3 separate regions of the Sus scrofa genome follow, and regions 1 and 2 are each linked to region 3. Evidence: chromatin contacts called from public promoter capture Hi-C data. All regions are on one chromosome and are shown on one strand. The core of a region is the stretch at or near the end of the contact, and the rest is flanking DNA. Distances in the headings are between cores, read along the strand shown. Region 1 holds the start of TRIM72 (tripartite motif-containing protein 72). Region 2 holds the start of LOC100626250 (cytochrome c oxidase subunit 6A2, mitochondrial). Region 3 holds the start of SUMF2 (sulfatase-modifying factor 2).

What was found. Promoter capture Hi-C pulls out the DNA fragments that hold promoters and counts their contacts.
Region 1: a promoter capture Hi-C map of fetal liver shows a contact between it and region 3, with 2.2 times the contacts expected there. The contact joins the promoter of TRIM72 here to the promoter of SUMF2 in region 3. A contact is called at or near these places in 1 of 5 promoter capture datasets (fetal liver) and 1 of 47 Hi-C or Micro-C datasets (embryonic fibroblasts).
Region 2: a contact with region 3 is called in a promoter capture Hi-C map of fetal liver, with 2.4 times the contacts expected there. The contact joins the promoter of LOC100626250 here to the promoter of SUMF2 in region 3. A contact is called at or near these places in 2 of 5 promoter capture datasets (fetal liver and liver), 1 of 47 Hi-C or Micro-C datasets (heart right ventricle) and 2 of 2 datasets of contacts at active chromatin or transcription factors (alveolar macrophages and skeletal muscle).

Annotation. Positions count from the first base shown.
Region 1 is chr3:17,296,417-17,299,349 of Sscrofa11.1, forward strand. It overlaps TRIM72 (tripartite motif-containing protein 72), which reads right to left and starts at 1,425. Exons shown (of 7, transcript XM_003124494.5): 1 at 1,179-1,425; 2 at 333-729. The coding sequence starts at 722.
Region 2 is chr3:17,107,369-17,110,360 of Sscrofa11.1, forward strand. It overlaps LOC100626250 (cytochrome c oxidase subunit 6A2, mitochondrial), which reads left to right and starts at 1,255. Exons shown (of 8, transcript XM_021086396.1): 1 at 1,255-1,714. It overlaps ARMC5 (armadillo repeat-containing protein 5), which reads right to left and starts at 1,155. Exons shown (of 6, transcript XM_021086388.1): 1 at 503-1,155. The coding sequence starts at 983.
Region 3 is chr3:16,842,079-16,845,059 of Sscrofa11.1, forward strand. SUMF2 (sulfatase-modifying factor 2) reads right to left here and starts at 1,495. Exons shown (of 9, transcript XM_021086361.1): 1 at 1,342-1,495. The coding sequence starts at 1,408. CCT6A (T-complex protein 1 subunit zeta) reads right to left here. Exons shown (of 14, transcript XM_005662018.3): 14 at 1,723-2,832. The coding sequence ends at 2,760.

The DNA.
Region 1 (2,933 bases), core at 175-2,674, 450 kb after region 3:
GCAGCCGAGCATGCGCAGGCACCGGCTCAGTCCTCCACAGTCCTGCTCTGCAGTTGTGCCCCCGCATCTCCGGGCGTGCTCCAGCGACCGCACCTGCCCCTCTAAGGCCTGTCTCCAATCTCTTCAAGGCTGAGTTCTCCTTCAGGCCCCGCCTTCAGCTCCCCAGGTCCCCTTCCCCTAGCCGCCCCGCCCGCGTCCCCCACAACTCCAGGCGCTCTGGGCCCTGAAGTTCAGAGGCCAAGTGGTGGCAGCGACCTCCAGATCAGCCGGGCCCAGGATCGGCCCCGACCGTTCCAGCGATCCCACCCAAACCCACCCTCCAGGACCCGCACCTTAAGGCGCGCATGGGCTTCGGCGGCGGGCAGCAGGCGGTGGCCGCGGTGCGAACCCAGCGAGGCGCAGACGCCGCACACGAGCACGCGGTCCTGCTCGCAGTAGATGCTGAGCGGGTCTAGGTGCTCCTCGCAGTGGCCCTGCGGCACCTGCGCCAGCCCCTCCACCAGGCGCGCCAGCTGCTGGTTGGTGCTGAGCGCCTGCGGCCGCGTGGGTACCTGGCAGCTGGGGCAGAGCACCGTGCCATCCGCGGCTGGCTCCCCTGCCACGCGGCCCAGGCAGGCGCGGCAGAAGCTGTGGCCGCACTCAGCCGTCACCGGCGCATCGAACAGCTGCAGGCACAGCGGACAGGACAGCTCCTGGTGCAGGAGGCCGGGCGCAGCTGACATGGCAGGCCTGGGGAGAGGAGAGGCCAGTCAGGGAGGCTAAGGGGGGCCTCGATCCGGCCCTGCCTGGCCCAGCCCGGCAGGGAGGAGACCCTGCCTATAAAGGCCTCTCATATCACACAGGAAGAAACTCCAGTTCTGGCCAAAGGGGGTAGGGGACTCTCTCTGTCCCACAGGCAGCCTCAACTGCCGTTCTCAGTCGGAGCCCCCCAAATAGCCCCTCTCAGGGGCCTGGTCCCAAGCCCAATTCCTAAACCCAAGGCTGGGTCGCAAATGGTTTCACCTGTCCTTCTCCTGAGCTAGCCCCAGGCCTGAGCCCCAACCCCAGATTCTCCAGGGCCTCTATCCCCTACCTCCGTCTCACTTCTCCAGGACCTGAAGCCCTCCCGTCCCCCACCCCACCCCCCACCCCCACCCCCCGCCACCCATTCCTAGGCCCACAGGACCCACAGGACTCACAGGTCTGGTTGGAGACGCTGGGCAAAAAGAGACTCCCCAAAGGCCCAGTCAAGGTCAGGCCAAACCGCAGGGGGTGGTCAGAACTGTATCTGAAGACAGACGAGAGGCAAGCAGCAAGCTCAGAGCCAGGACAAGGGACACCACGGGTGATGGGCACACAGTGAGTAGTAGACAGGCCCTCCCACAAGCCCTGGCCCCAGGACTATATTTAGCTGCCCTGCCCATCCCCTGCCATCACTTCTGGAAACCCTTCTAAAACCAGTCTAAAAGCGAAGACTGAGCAGTCATCCGACAAGCATCACATGTCAAGGCCACCTGTCCTGGCCCATCCCGCTACCCTTTCCCCTGCCCAGCCTGGAGCCAGAGCTCAGAGCCAGCAGACAGACAGGGAAAAGGCAGAAACAAGATTGGAAGGCGTCTCCCCTTTCTCTTCCACCTCCTCACTCTCAGTTCTCCCCCACACTCCCGTCCCTGCCTCTGGCCCCTTCCCCACCTTGTCACCCACATATTCCCCAAGCTTAAGGCTCTCCAAGGAATTCCCATCGTAGTTCAGCATAATGAACCCAACTAGTATACATGAGGACACAGGTTCAATCCCTGGCCTTGCTCAGTGGGTTCAGGATCTGGTGTTCCCGTGAGCTGTGGTGCAGGTCGCAGATGCAGCTCAGATCCCGAGTTGCTGTGGCTGTGGTGTAGGCTGGTGGCTACAGTTCTGATTCAACCCCTAGCCTGGGAACCTCCATATGCCACATGAGCAGCCTAAGAAATGGCAAAAAAAAAAAAAAAAAAGAAAAAGAAAAGAAAAAAACAAACAAACAAAAAACCAAAAGTCCTCATACTCCATTCACTCCTTCACCTCCCATCCCCCCACTCCGGCCTTGGCTTTTGGCACCTTCGGTCCCCTCTGCCTGGAACTTGTACCTTGTGTGCCTGCTCCCTTTCCTCCCTCAGATCTCCACCCCATGTCACTTTTCTCAGCAAGGCTTTTCCTAACTCCCTGATTTGAAATCTCACACCTCTATCCCGCTTTCTTTTTCTCCATAATGTTTAGCACCTGACTGGTATCCTGAGCTCAGGTCAACACCAGATACTTAACCCACTGAGGCCAGGGATCGAACCTGCAACCCTCATGGATACCAGTCAGGTTCATTACCATTGAGCCACAATGGCAACTCCAAGGTCTTCTTACTCCAGCATTTGGGGAAGTAAATAAATCTCGCCAGGAGCCAGATGGGTCCTAGCCTCCACTTTTATGATTTGTCTCCGAGTTCTAGGGCTCATTCCTTCTTGAATGCTCAAAGTTCCTGCATGTTGCATGCTGGCCTGCTTAGGAGGCTGCTCCGGGCTTCCTGGCACCTTGGGGGCTTGACCTAGGAACTTCGTTCAGGCTATACTCACTTAGGCCTCTCAGGAAGAGATAAGAGAAGTTTAATTACTCTTTTGGATCACGGCAATTAACTATATAAATGAACTACAGATTTAATTCTCCTGGTTATTCGAAAAATCTTAGGAGCTGAGTCTCACATAGAATTTGACCTTCTTGCAAACTAGTTACACATAAAACCATGTTCACAGCTGTGGCAAAGCCAGATCCTTAACCTACGGTGCCTGGCCAGGGGTCAAAGCTGCGACCAACTGATCCTGTTTCACCACAATGGGAACTCCATCCCTGATATGAATTTAGATTTTTTTTTTCTTTTTTTTGCTCCTTAGGGCCACACCCATGGCACATGGAAGTTCCCAGGCTAGGGGTCT
Region 2 (2,992 bases), core at 5-2,504, 270 kb after region 3:
CGTGGATCCTAGTCGGATTCGTTAACCGCTGAAGCACGAAGGGAACTCCCTATTCCAATTTTTTGAAGTAACTATTATTACACCATTTTACCATCCTAGCCTCGGATGAGTCTAGCTGACCGCAGAGCACACTTTCTGACCACCAGTTCATCAAATGGGACTTGCTCCTGCACAAGGCCAGACACAAGGCCTTAAGTGGAGAGTAAGAATCATTTGAAAGAGTCACTACATAATCCTTTGGCCTCCACCAGCCCAGAGGCGAGAGTGGTGCTCCACAGCCAGTAAGTAACTGCTTGTAATTATCTGATCTAGGAGGGCTAGGGTCTAATTTATAGAGAGCAGTGACATCACGGGTCATGACAGCTAAAGAGCGGGGGGGCGCTGTGCCGTCATAAAGCGCAGTCTTCCAGGCTACCACACACAGAACTCAAAGACTCTGCCCACGCCCAGAATAGGACACAAGTTCGGGTGGAATCCTAGGAAATGAGGGCGGAGCACTTACCCAATGGGAGTATGCCTCCGAGTCTGCGCACTTCAGCCCGGCACGCCCCTTCCGTACAGCAGTTGGCTAGGATGCTGAGCGCTAAGTCCAGCGTCTTGCGCAGGCGCGCTGGCGGAGAGGGCGTCGGTGATGACGAAGCTGCGGAGGGGGCGGGGCCCGGCGAGGGGGCGGGGCCAGAAGAAGCCGCTGACTCGACCGAAGAGGGGGTGGAGCCTGAGCCAGCCTGGGACAGGGCGGGACCCGCTGCAGCCGCTCGCCGTAGCAGAGCGAGAAGGGGGCGGAGCCCGCCGCGTGCCCGGAAGCGCTCGATTCCCCCCGCTGCCTTGACGTGGCGCGTGCGGAGGGCTAAGAGCGCGCGGCCCAAGGGTGTCTCGTTGGTAGCTGTGTCCTTTCCCCCACCTAGACCCTCCCCGGCCGCCGCCGTGAGCTGCGCGAGGCAGAACGAGAGCGAGTCCGTGGGGGTTGGCTTCGCGGCCGCCATCTTGGCTCAGGCTTAAGGCTCCGCCCCCCCTTCGCAGCGCATCCAAGAGAGCGGAACTGGAAGGAGGGGCGTGGCCAGGCACCTCCTCTCTGACGCTTTTTAAATAGCGCCGCCGCAGTAATTATGCCAGTCGGAAGTTGTAGTTCCCGATCCTTGGTGCTCTGACCTGCACAGTCGCAGAAGGCTCGACGAGAGTGGTGGTTATCTAATCGCTGTGCGTGCCTAAGAGGCGTGTGCGGCGCATGCTTGGATACGTAGTCCGCGCCAAGCGTAACATGCCCCGCGTAGGATAGTAGGCAACTCTCCCGGTACTCGAATGGGTCAGTGTCTCTGGAGAACCCAGATATCCGACTACGGAGTCTCAGTACTGTACTGCTCCAGGTGACTTGGCTACTCCGCCCCCAGAGTGTCCCCAGCGACAGCCTTTTCCTTCAGGCTCGCTTTGCCGTCCTCCCCGCCCCTCCAGCGGTGGCCGGGGCACCGAAGTCCGCGTTGATGAGCTCAGAACCCGAGCCAAGCAGAAGGTGTCACATTCCTCACAGCGGCTACAGATGGGAGCATTTGCTCCGTCAAGTGAACAAGAGGGTTAAAGCTATCGATACCGTTCGCTGCCACTTCCTAGAGCGGCAGGAGCTAGTGGACCTTTCCGTTTCCGGTGCTGGATTCCTGGGTCCTGAGTGTCTTCACCTCTTGTGCTTGAGGTTTGCTGGGCGAGGACCGGCCAAGGCCAAGTCAGTAAAGCAGGAGTGATTTATTAAGGCATCCCAAATAGATGGGCCGAGCTCAGGATGGCATCAGCAGCGATTGTGAGGAGTTGTTCTTCCCCACCCCCACCCCTTTTAGGGCCGCACCCTCGGCATATAGAAATTCCCAGGCTAGGGGTCCAATTGGAGCTGGAACTGCAGCTGCTGGCCTACACCACAACCACAGCAAGCGGGATCAAAACTGCGTCTGCGACCTACATCACAGCTCTCGGCAGGTCGGGATCCTTAACCCACTCAGCAAGGCCTGGGATCTAATCAGCATCCTCATAGACACTATGTCGGTTCGTTACTACCGGCCACTATGGGAATTCCGTGGAGATCTAGTTATAAAAGGCTGGTTGCCAGCAAAACGTGGAGGGAACAATGTGCGAGGGAGGAGGGTGGCAAAGGACGATAGCTTTCCCTCTCCATTTCTCCTGTCCGGATAAGTGCTGTAACCACCCTGCCTTGGGCAGGGATTGACTTAAGCAGGCAGGGTGGTTAATCGGGCGGGGTAGTTGATTGACTTAGCAGACAGGGTGGTTGATTCTTGGTCAGCGACTTTCTAATGTCATTGACCCGTGTTTCAAGTCCACCATCCCCCTGGGAACCTATCAGTTGAGGCACTAGCAAGTGTGGAAGCACTCTTTAAACACTGCGGCCTGGGTGCGCTGGGAGGAGGGGGAGTCAGCAACAATTCCTGGCCCTTCTTTTGCCTAGTTATGTACATGAGCTTGGACTCCATCCCGTTCTCTTTTTTCCTTTCGTTTTTTTTTTTTTTTTCTTTCTTTTTTGGCTGCCCCATAGCATATGGAGTTCCTGGGCCAGGGATCAGATCTGACCCATAGTTTTGACCACGCTGCAGCTGCAGCAACGCCAGATCCTTTAACCCACTGTGTCAGGCCAGGAATCCAACCTGAGTCTTGGTGCTGCAGATACCACCCATCTTGTTGCGCCACAGAGGGAACTCCTCGTTCTACCTCTGATCTCATCCAGTTCTGGGACTCAGGTTCCTCCTCTGAGCCTGGTGGGCCACAAAGAGGCTGGTGCTGTGCAGTGCATGTGTCCATGGTCTGGCAGTTGGATTCCTGCCCAATGGGAAGCTCAGCTGTGGCTGGTGATTTGGGAGGGGCGCTGGGGATGCCAGAACAGCACCCCATCCCTCCACCCCCACCCAAGCCAAAGTCCCTCCCTTCCCTAGACATACTCCAGGAGGACTGGGACTCTGCATTGTCCCTACTGCGTCCCCAGCATTCCACATGGGGC
Region 3 (2,981 bases), core at 245-2,744:
TCATACTTGCTGTTTGAATACCTCCCAAAATCATAGAACTAAAAGGATCTTTAATTCAACCCCCTCATCTGACAGGTGGAAACCACCACCCAAAAGGGAAAAAATGACTTAAAGAATTAGTTAACAGAAGATAGGACTACACCCAGGTCTCTTTACTTCCTGGTCACTGCCACTCCCAAAAGGCCACACTTCTCTGGCTTGATGTACTACTTTGCTAGGTTTCTATCTAAGGATGTCCAAGTACTTACTGTAAGTCCTCTAAAGGCAGAGCCCACATCTTTTCATGTTCTCCGGGAACCTATCTTTGACCCTCTTTTTATTCTGACACACTCACACTAATGAAGCTCATCCTCTTTTTGGGGGAAAAACTAGAGCAGGCAGGGAATTCTCAGATTAAAAAGGAATTAAGAAAGCACACACAACAGCAATACATCAACTTTATTTTGACACTAACTTAACATGTAAACTATAATTTATTTGTCTTTTTTTTTTTTTTTTTTTTTTTTACTATTTCTTTGGGCCGCTTCCGCGGCATATGGAGGTTCCCAGGCTAGGGGTCGAATCGGAGCTGTAGCCACTGTCCTACACCAGAGCCAAGCAACGCCGGATCCGAGCCGCGTCTGCAACCTACACCACAGGTCACGGCAACGCCGGATCATTAACCCACTGAGCAAGGGCAGGGATCGAACCCGCAACCTCATGGTTCCTAGTCGGATTCGTTAACCACTGCGCCACGACGGGAACTCCGTAAACTATAATTTAAAAACAACAATACGTGAATCTGAACACTAACTGGATGTTTAGTGATATTAAGGAGTACTGTTAAATTTTTTAGGTGAGAAAATGAACAATACTTTTTTTTCTTCCTGTGACTTGTCTTTTTGGCTATTCAAGCTGAGTATTTTCGGATAAAACTGTATATAACGTCTCGATTCACTCCAAAATGAATTTTCCAGGGGAAAGGGCGGGGGGGGGGGGGGATGTGTGTGGACCATCCACAAGAAACAAGACTAAAGCCATAAATTGGCAACCGTTTAAAGTGTGAAACAGGTAGGTGGGAGCGGGGGTGGTGGAAAGGCTCGTTTTGTTTTCACTTTTTTACGCTTAAAAGATTCCATAATAATAAAAATGAAACATAAATGTAATACAACAATATGAGTTGTCAAACACCTCGCCAAATTGGCTGCCCCAGAACGCGCCTCCGGCAGCTGCAAACCGGTGCAGGAGGCAGACAGAGGGGCCAGGACGAACTTTCCCCACCAGGGCCAAGCGCCCCACCCCTTTTCCAATGCTTCCCGAACCAAACGGCGCCAGGGCGGTGGGGCAGGCCAGCACACTGACCTAGTTCGAGCCAAGGACCGGAGAGGAGCGACAGCAGGGTCAGCAGCGGCGACAGCAAAGGACCCATGCCGAGGACACGAGCCCGGAATCACCACGCGCAGAGTACGCGGAACTGGGCGGGCCCTGCGGCGCACGCGCCCCGCTGGCTGCCGTACCCTGCGCGCGCAGGCGCACTACTCCCTTGAGCGCCCGGGTCTAGAAAATAGTCCGGTCCCAGATGAGGGTAGGGCCAGAGACGAGGACGGGTGATCAAGGACATTTTCTCAGGGTTACGGTTGAGAGGCCCTGCCATTCTAGAAGCCCCTTCACTGTCTTGTGAACCTTGGGTCGGGTTGATTTCCCTCCCTTTCGCGCCCTGGAATACCACCGCAAGACCACAGCAAAGGTTTCAGCTTAACATTTATTGCACACTCACTGCGAATCCTCAACACACAATGTTTAGCAACATACAACTTCACTTTCAAGGGCTTCAGAGATGTACCAGTGTTTTGTGGAAACATGTAGGAGGGAACAGTAATTTGGATGAAGACACTAGAGGGCTTGGGATGGCTATTTTAGCATAAATGTATGTCCCAAGGTATGAAAATATAGTCAGCCCGATATCTATTCATCTCACCTCATCCTTCACCACAGCTTCAGACATGCTTTTACTTCCGCTTTTTCTATTTTGTCACTTTGCACTTACCCTTTCCTTGCTTCTAGTTCACTCATCTTTCCACTATGACTTAACCTTTTTGGGGAGCATTTTAGCAAAGCTACTTCATTATTTCTATTTACTTATTTTTGGACGTGCCTACTGCACTTGGAAGTTCCCCTGCCGGGGATGGAACCTGTGCTTCAGCAGCGACACCAGATCCTTAACCCACTAAACCACCAGGGAACTCCAAAGCTACTTTAAAAGCTTGAAAAGTCCAATTGATCCAATAGTTTTATTCACTGGAATCTATACCAAGACAGGCATGAATGCTTTCAAAACCTTAAGTTACTTAAGTCTTATCTATATTAGCATAAAAACTTGAATGCTTAATGACAAGGAACTACTGGAGATAAATTAAAATACATACATGAGCAGAAATTATTAAACCATTAAAATTTGCTTTTCAAGGAATATTTAATAACAAGGTAGATGACATATGCTTAGTTAACATGTATTTTTATATCACTAAAGCTAAAGCAAAATGTCCTGTTCATTGGGTAAGTATGGCCTACTGTATGTGTGTGCACTGCAGTGCAATTTTTAAAATACTGTAATTATAATTTCAGAACTTCAGAATTTGAATAGGTGCCAGTGTTCTCTCCTTTTTTCATATGGGAAAAGAAAATCCTTTGAAGGTTGGGACAAAAATTCCACAGCTATATTCTTTGGATCACTCTCTGTACAGTCTTCATGATTCAGATGATACAAAGGAAGCTTCAATTCAACCTTTTAGAGAAGACATTCCAGCTCTCATGATCTCATCAACCAGGAGAATATTGGTGGCAATCACAGTGCTGAAAGGAGGGAAAAAAAAATCAAATGGCTCAGGTTTGAGACATGAACTCTAATTCAACTCAATCTCCAACTAAACTGTGCAAATTATATCCAGTCAGGTTCCCCTTTCCCCTCCATACACAGAAGGCTAGCTTAGTTGTTACACCTC